Regions from separate parts of the Zea mays genome. Here region 2 is linked to region 1. Evidence: chromatin contacts called from public Hi-C data. All regions are on one chromosome and are shown on one strand. The core of a region is the stretch at or near the end of the contact, and the rest is flanking DNA. Distances in the headings are between cores, read along the strand shown.

Evidence for each region. A called contact is a pair of places that touch in the nucleus more often than the background predicts.
Region 2: a Hi-C map of leaf shows a contact between it and region 1, with 7 times the contacts expected there. The contact joins the enhancer-like site here to the promoter of LOC100281480 in region 1. A contact is called at or near these places in 13 of 25 Hi-C or Micro-C datasets (bundle sheath, ear, endosperm and 4 more) and 1 of 3 datasets of contacts at active chromatin or transcription factors (leaf).

Annotation. Positions count from the first base shown.
Region 1 is chr1:223,322,210-223,325,884 of Zm-B73-REFERENCE-NAM-5.0, forward strand. LOC100281480 (protein kinase) reads right to left here and starts at 1,593. Exons shown (of 4, transcript NM_001154398.1): 1 at 1,259-1,593; 2 at 1-677. The coding sequence starts at 358.
Region 2 is chr1:223,384,823-223,388,354 of Zm-B73-REFERENCE-NAM-5.0, forward strand. No RefSeq gene overlaps it. Among protein-coding and RNA genes, the nearest start is that of LOC100281480, 63 kb to the left of the region's middle. Within about 2 kb of position 2,024, at least 19 of the 20 cell types and tissues checked have an H3K27ac peak or open chromatin away from gene starts, as enhancers often do. A contact at or near this core is called in bundle sheath, ear, endosperm and 4 more, where this site is marked.

The sequences.
Region 1 (3,675 bases), core at 343-2,842:
TTGAAGCCTTGGCATCGTCCTCCTTCCTCGCCGATGCCTCTTGCGACGACGGGCGATCGCTGACTGCCTTGGCGTGCTGCCCCGGCTTGGCGTCTGAAGATGACATGTCCTTAGGCTTGGGCTTGGGCTGGGCGCAGAACGAGCTCGTCGTCGGAAGGGACGATGTGGACAACCTCGTCCCTGGCTCCATGTTGAGGCCATGGAGCTTGAACCCCGAGGCGGAGCCCTTCTGCCTGAGCGCGGCCCCACGGTTGAACTGCTCGACGAATGCGCCGAACTGCTCCCTCCCGGAATTGGAGCGGACGACGGAGTGGGAGAAGCGCGTCCGCCGCACCCACGAGTAATCCTCGTCGTCCATCTTCCTCTCTCAGATCCCGAGGCCACCAACCAATGGCGAGCCCAGGAATTGGCAGCCGCTCGTGTCGTCAACGATAAGAGCGATGGAGCGCGCGCAGGAGGCGGATTGGTGCCTTGGTCTTGGTGGATGTCTGCTTCGCTGCCACCAACGAGATGGTCCCGTATTCCCGATACAGCTGGATCAGAGAAATCTGGACGAGAGGAATCCGGATCCTAGCACATCCCACAGGTCATTAAACAAGCGCCACATTTGGTAGTGCTGCTCCCTTTCCTTGTTGAAGAAGGACCCCGAACCGAACCTTCTGCCCCGCTCGATAGCTCTGCAGATTCGATGAATGAAACAAACCAATTCGAAAGCAGAGGCAGCAGACGTCAGAGATCAATACGCTTGGTCAACGAGAAAGAAAGAAACGTAGATGAATTCTTATTTGAAATTGAAGTCGCCAGAAAAGAAAAACGGTCAAAAGCCACAAGCTACGTCTACGAACAGAGGAGTTTCGGATCGAAGCGCGACGAACCGTGCCGGATCCGGACTTCGGCGTGGAAAAAAACAGAGACGTGCGGGAAGCATCACCATAGCATAATGTGGAAATAGAGAAAGGTCAAGAAAAAGAAAAGGGCGGGCGGGCGAGCGGCGCGGCAGGGCGGTACGGGCACGCGAGAAACGCGAATCTGCGGGAAGCATGACGCGGAGCCGGAATTCAAATCCCACTATACACAGTTACACACACACACCCCGTCGTCCCTGACGACGCGACGCAAAACGTAACCAACCAACCGGTGCCCAAATCCAAACAGGAATTGGCCTTCGCCCCCTCCTCACAATCATCAACATTCAACAAAGACGACCCTTCCTCACAATCATCAACATAGACGAGCGAGAGGCGTCGCCGCCGCTTACCCGATCGTGAGGAGCGGACGACGCCAGCCGCGAACGAGCAGGCACCAGGCAAGCAAGGCAGCCACGAAAGTGGGAGGAACGCGCATCAACGTGGGTGTGCTGTGCAATAAAAGGCGGCCGACGGAAGGAGGGACGACGGTACGGATCCAAAGCTGCGCGCCGGTAAGGAAGGCGGCCAGGCGACGCCGGAAACCTGGAAGCGGAGTTCGCGCGGCGCGGGGGGGAGGAGGAGGATGAGAAAAATGTTGCGATGGAGAGGCCGCCAAAGGTTTTTATTGCTTTGGCGAATCCAGCGGCTTCGGCCTTCGGTGCGGGCAGGTGCTGGGGGAGGCCGGCGTCCCCGTCGCCGTCCTAGTCCCGCATGAGCACCAATCCTGCCGGCTTTGTGCGTGCTATGTGGCCTGACGTGACACGATGGGAGTCATCCGAATACTTTTTTTAAATTTTAAAATACTATTCCTACACTAAAGTTAGATCGAGATCGAAGTTTACGTGCGAAGTCACCGATTCAACGAATATTATACGGTCAATTATTGGATACGACTTTTTTTAGATTAATTAAGCATGTACGTATGGTGCTTCTTTTTGTGAGGGGGGTGGGCCGGCGGAGGTGCGTGAGAAGCGAGACAGGTCTTCTCATGTATTTCGTAGCGTGGGCTGCTACCCTGCTAGTGGTACCATCTCAGATCCATGTGGACCTCGTGCATGTGAAGGATAGTGTCCCCGTATGGCTGGGTGCCGCGAGTCGCAGGCACGGTCCATGGTCATAGCCTATTCTATTACGGGAAGCTGCGGTGTTACTGGATCCGTTTGCTGCCAGACTTTTGGAGATCTTTCGCTTTATTTTAGAGGTTGTGGGAACACGGCAAGACATAAAGTAGTTTGTTGGCGTAATGTCGCTCAAGATCGTAATGTCCCCAAGATCCTCAAAACAGTAAAATACATTTTCGGTACTTAAACTTATCGTCATATGTCATCCTGATCCACAAACTTTGAAAGTGTGTCCGTTGGGTCCATAATCGTTGTTCGGGTCTCAATTAGGTCTAAACAGGATCATATTTGACATGTGGACCCCACATGTTACCATGTGTATCTATTTTCTCTCTCTCTTTTCCACGAAGCAGTTAATCTGGAAACGAAGGAGGCCATCGTGTCTACTGATGCTTCGAAACAAATGACGATGTTGTCTCCATGTGATATCCTGACCCCTAGTGGATGGTAATATCCTAGCCTAAGGCTTAATATAATTAATATAGTACTCATATCAACAAGATGCATCTTCTTTTTTGTAAGCCTACCTCGAAAGAACCTCTGGGTTAAGTGTATCACCTTGAATTTGGGGATATAAATTTTCTTTCTAATTATCACCCAAATTCATGTGTTACTCTTCTCTCTCTAGTTTCTATCTATCTATAGATTGTCTCTCCCTCTCTCTTCCTTTTTAGTAGAATTAGCTTAAAGTTAGGGGGATTTAATTATTTATTTTTGCCAAAACATTATGAATCATGACATTTGCATCATGCTGAGCTTAAAATATTCTTTGAAGTGTTGCACATGTTTGAATTTATTTGAATTTGAAACCTAATTTGATTTTGGAATTGAAAACCCTATAGAAAAGAAATAGAAAAGGAATTAGAAAATCCAGAGAAAAAGAAAAAGGGAAAGCAGCCCAAACCAGCCCAGCCAGGCCGCGCGCCAGCCGCCCCTGATAGGCGGGTCCCGCCTGTCAGCGGCAGTCTGTCCCGCGCTCCCTTCCCTTCCTCTCGCTCGCTGCCCAGTGGAGCCGACCTGTCGGCGCCAGTTGCTTCGCCCGCGCGCGTCCCTCTTCTCTCTCTGTCTCGCGGGCCCGTTCTGCCAGGCGCTGAGCCGTTGTCCCATGCGCCCCTTCTCTCTCTGCGTCGTGGACCCTCCCTGTCAGTTCCGCCCTCCTCGCCCTCGCCGTGGACCGGCGCGTGCGCACTCGCGCATGTCGCCGGAATTCTCGGCCATGACGCCACCCACGCGCCCCCAACTCCCTCTTAGAGCCCCGCCAGAGCCCGCACTCACTCCCCCGCCTCATTTTGCACAGCTCCGCCCTCTCTCGCGCTCTGCCCACGCCACCAGAGACCCGCGCCCGCTTCCCCGGCCATCTAGCTCGACGGAGACCGCGCCAAGCCACCCCGAGGTGAGACACCTTTGCCCGTGCTTAATTTCCCCGATTTCGCTCTATGCTCGGCCAATTTTGGCATCGCCGGTGCTCGGCCGTGGTGGTCCATTGCGCCCGCGCGGTGGCCAGCCAAATTAGCCCGGCCTAGTGCCCGATGTTGGTCCCTGTGTCACCCCTGCCTCTGCTGAAGCTATCCTAGGCCTTAGCGTGCCTCAAGCCCCCTCCCCACGACCGGAATCCCTCACCGAAGTTCCTCCGACCCGCCCGAGGC
Region 2 (3,532 bases), core at 774-3,273, 63 kb after region 1:
AGGCAAGATCGATGGACGACAAGGTGAGGGTGATAGCAAATAAAAACACTGCAAGGGATGGAATTAACACAAAACTTGTAAGGTGACAAGAAGTGAAAAGAAATCAAGGGAGTCGCAACTCTCGAACTGGGTTGAAAGAAAGGGGAGGCTTTTAAAGGATAAGTTCAAGGCAAGCATTTGGGTAGCGTACCTCAATATCGCAAGGGTCAAAGGCGATAACGGACAAGGGTATGAGAGAAATGAAGGCATGGGAGAGCCAATGGTATGAGTACAACAAAGAATGGAGTTGCGTCCAAGCTTACACGCGGTAAAGAAGAGGATGCAGCTAAGGGTGAGGTAAGTAAAACATCGCTCTCAAATTGAGATAGGAGATTGGTGATTTTAGAGAACGGACAAAGTGTAATTATCAAGGTAAGATCGAGAGATGAGAAAGGTAAAGGTAATACCCAACCAGAGCACAACAAAGGATGGAGTTAAAAACTCGCAAGCGACAAGGAAAATAATACGGCCAAGGGAAAAATAGGTAAAGTACAATGCTCAGATTGATATGAAAAGAGGAGATTTTAAAGGGCCGGTATAAGATAAACATCAAGGTAAGATATAGAGGTGATAAGGGTAAAGGTGATAATGATGAAAAACATAATCCATGGACAGAGTTAAGGCAAGACTCGCAAAGTGACGAAGTGGAGAAAACAATCAAGGATAAGATAAGTGAGGTTCCGACATAAGAGTTGAAGTAAGAATTCATTACCGAATGAAGATCCAAGGAAACAACAAGATTACCACATATGTGCAAAATAAAATGACCGCTCATGGATCATTAAGAAACAATGGTGGTCAAGGACATGTTAACTAAAATGTCTTCAACAGTCATTGGGGTATAAAAGTTAGCATACATAAGAATACATGAGTATGCAAAATTCCAAGGATACGGGCATACCAAGACAAGGGAATAGAAAAAGCCCAAGGATAACGACTTAACAATGGAATAGGAAGGGATCTCAGAAGACAAGAAGTTTGTGGACATATAGATTGAAATGTTTAAGTAGGTAGTAAAAATTCAGATGTAAGTATTTGAAACAAAAGTATTGAAGAGTCTAAGAGTACGAGCATGTCAATAACCAGGGAATAGAGATGGTCAAATGGTAGCAATTTAATAATGGAAGAGGAAAGAATCCCAAAAGACTAAAGGCTATGGCCAGGGGTCATCTACAAAGATGTTGCAAGCATAAGAGTGAGATCAGATCTAATAGAATGAATAGGTAAAACATAGACAATACTAGAATAAAATACATTAAGCAAGGGGATATATAGAAGCATGACATAGAATTAGTCGAGGTGACTAATATTTTGAAGCAGCATTAAGGATGAGGTGGAGTAATAATCAATAAGTTCTTAAAACGGCCAATGCTACTCTAGGATAGCGGTCCTACAGTCAACAAGGCTTTGATACCACTTGTGTCACACCCTATTTTTGAAGGTAAACCGAATGTGAACCATGTACGTGTTAGGATCAAAAATTCACGTACACAGGGATTACATAAATGACTCATCATAGCTCAAGCTCACACAATTTTTCTAATAATTTCTAGTGCTCTAATTTTATTACTAAAATTCCAGATAAACATTTTAAGTCACCTTTTATTCACCTAAAAACATCTATTTGCTAAAAAAATCCAAGAATGTTTCTACCAGAAATCCCTTGATTTTAGAAACCTAATAAAATTGGTCCTACGATTTTATCATTTTTATTCGATTTTTGGCTTAATTTCCAATCTTCCAGATAAAAGAAAAAGCTAAATCATATACAGTACTGGACCCAAACTAGTTTAGGCCTTGTTCGTTTGTGTCGGATTGGTGGGTCGGAACGATTCCAAGCCGGATTGCTTCTATAATTTATATAAACTTTGATTAGCCGGAATAATTCCGGGTGCAATCCGATGTAAACGAACAGGGCCTTACACGGCCCATGTACAGGCAAGCCGGCCTACGGCCATTGGCCCGCGCCCGAGCTGGCTGTTTTGCGCAAAGATCCCCGCCGCTTTGCTGAACCACACCAGAGACCTGGCCACTGTTAACCCGGGTCACTAACAGCAACAAATAAGCCCTTCGGCTTTCCTCCTTTCACATAACCTCAGCCACGACTCCGCCGCGGAGAGCTCCGGTGAGCCCACGCCGGATCGTCCACGGCGGCCCGACATAGTCAACGGCCACGGCATCAACACACTCTATGAACCAAAGCAAACTCATCCACGTGTTCAATTCAACCGCGGAGGCTCTGGACCCGGGTGACCGACGACGGCGGCGGAAGAGCTAGTCCGGCGAGTTCAATCTCGCGGCCACCGTGCGGTACAACTCTGACCAAGGGCATGGAGAGTATCACTGATCTACCACGACCACTGTGCTTACGCGAAAATAACTGGAGACAACACGAGTTACCGGGTTGGCCCAGAGGCTGTTCCCAGCGCAAATCCATGGAGGCGCGGCTATGTTCACTACCACATTCAACAGTAGAGCTCGAACAACGAATCTAGAGAGCTTCACTGACCTCTGAAGATCACGGGACGAGAACTATACGGGCGTGCAATTCTCTGGAACGTTCTGGCCACGGCGAGGTAGGGGTCTCGGTGGGTGTAGTCACCAACTCGAGAGCTGGCGTGCAAGGCTTTGGGGCAGACCCAGCTTGGTGATTGGAAGGGGAACTACCCAAACTTGAACACCAGCACTTCTTCACTCACTCGATGATTACAAGCTAGAGCTCGAGAGCAGGGATTCCCTCACTGGACCGTGCCCTAAAGCAATGAACAAGAATTTGTTCAGCACATGGTGGAGATAACTCTCAAGTTGCCAGCGCTGCATGGCTGATACACATGGCAAACAAGCATCCTCACCACACCAGCTCACAACTCAACACAAATATCTACCCTTGTCCATTTCTGCAGCTAATAAGCACAATAAATAAGTACTTCACTGCCCAAAACTCCCAAGCCAGTCCAAGCCTTGATATTTTTGCAGTATAGAGAGACCCCAGATCTTCAGGGATGTATCCCAACTCGAGCACATGGGTGGAGTACAGCAGAGAGAGGATCTTGTTCAGTTTCTCAAACCAAACTCTGAAGTTGACTGAAACAGCACTACTGCTCCATTCCCCTCCCCTTTGTTCAGTCCCTGTTATCTCATAATTCCCCATGGCAATAGACCCAACCTTATTAACCAAAGTTATTCTCCAACTATAAATCTAAAACCTGATGGAATGGTCGCTAGAGTGCCCCAAACTGGGTAACAAACACTGAAGTTTAAGTTTCAGTTAACTAAATAAAATTCAGTCATGGTCACTCTGACAGGCGATGTTTGGGTGTAATTTACTCCCAGTTCTATGTAACACCAAGTCTCCCTTTCTCCATGAAACTTGTTCCTATATACTTAGTCTCTAACTCTACTAGATGTTTCATAGTCTAAAACATAATAAAATGGTCACAATAGTGATCTAAAAAGGGCACCAATCACTGAAATTCAGTTATCTGTTAACTGA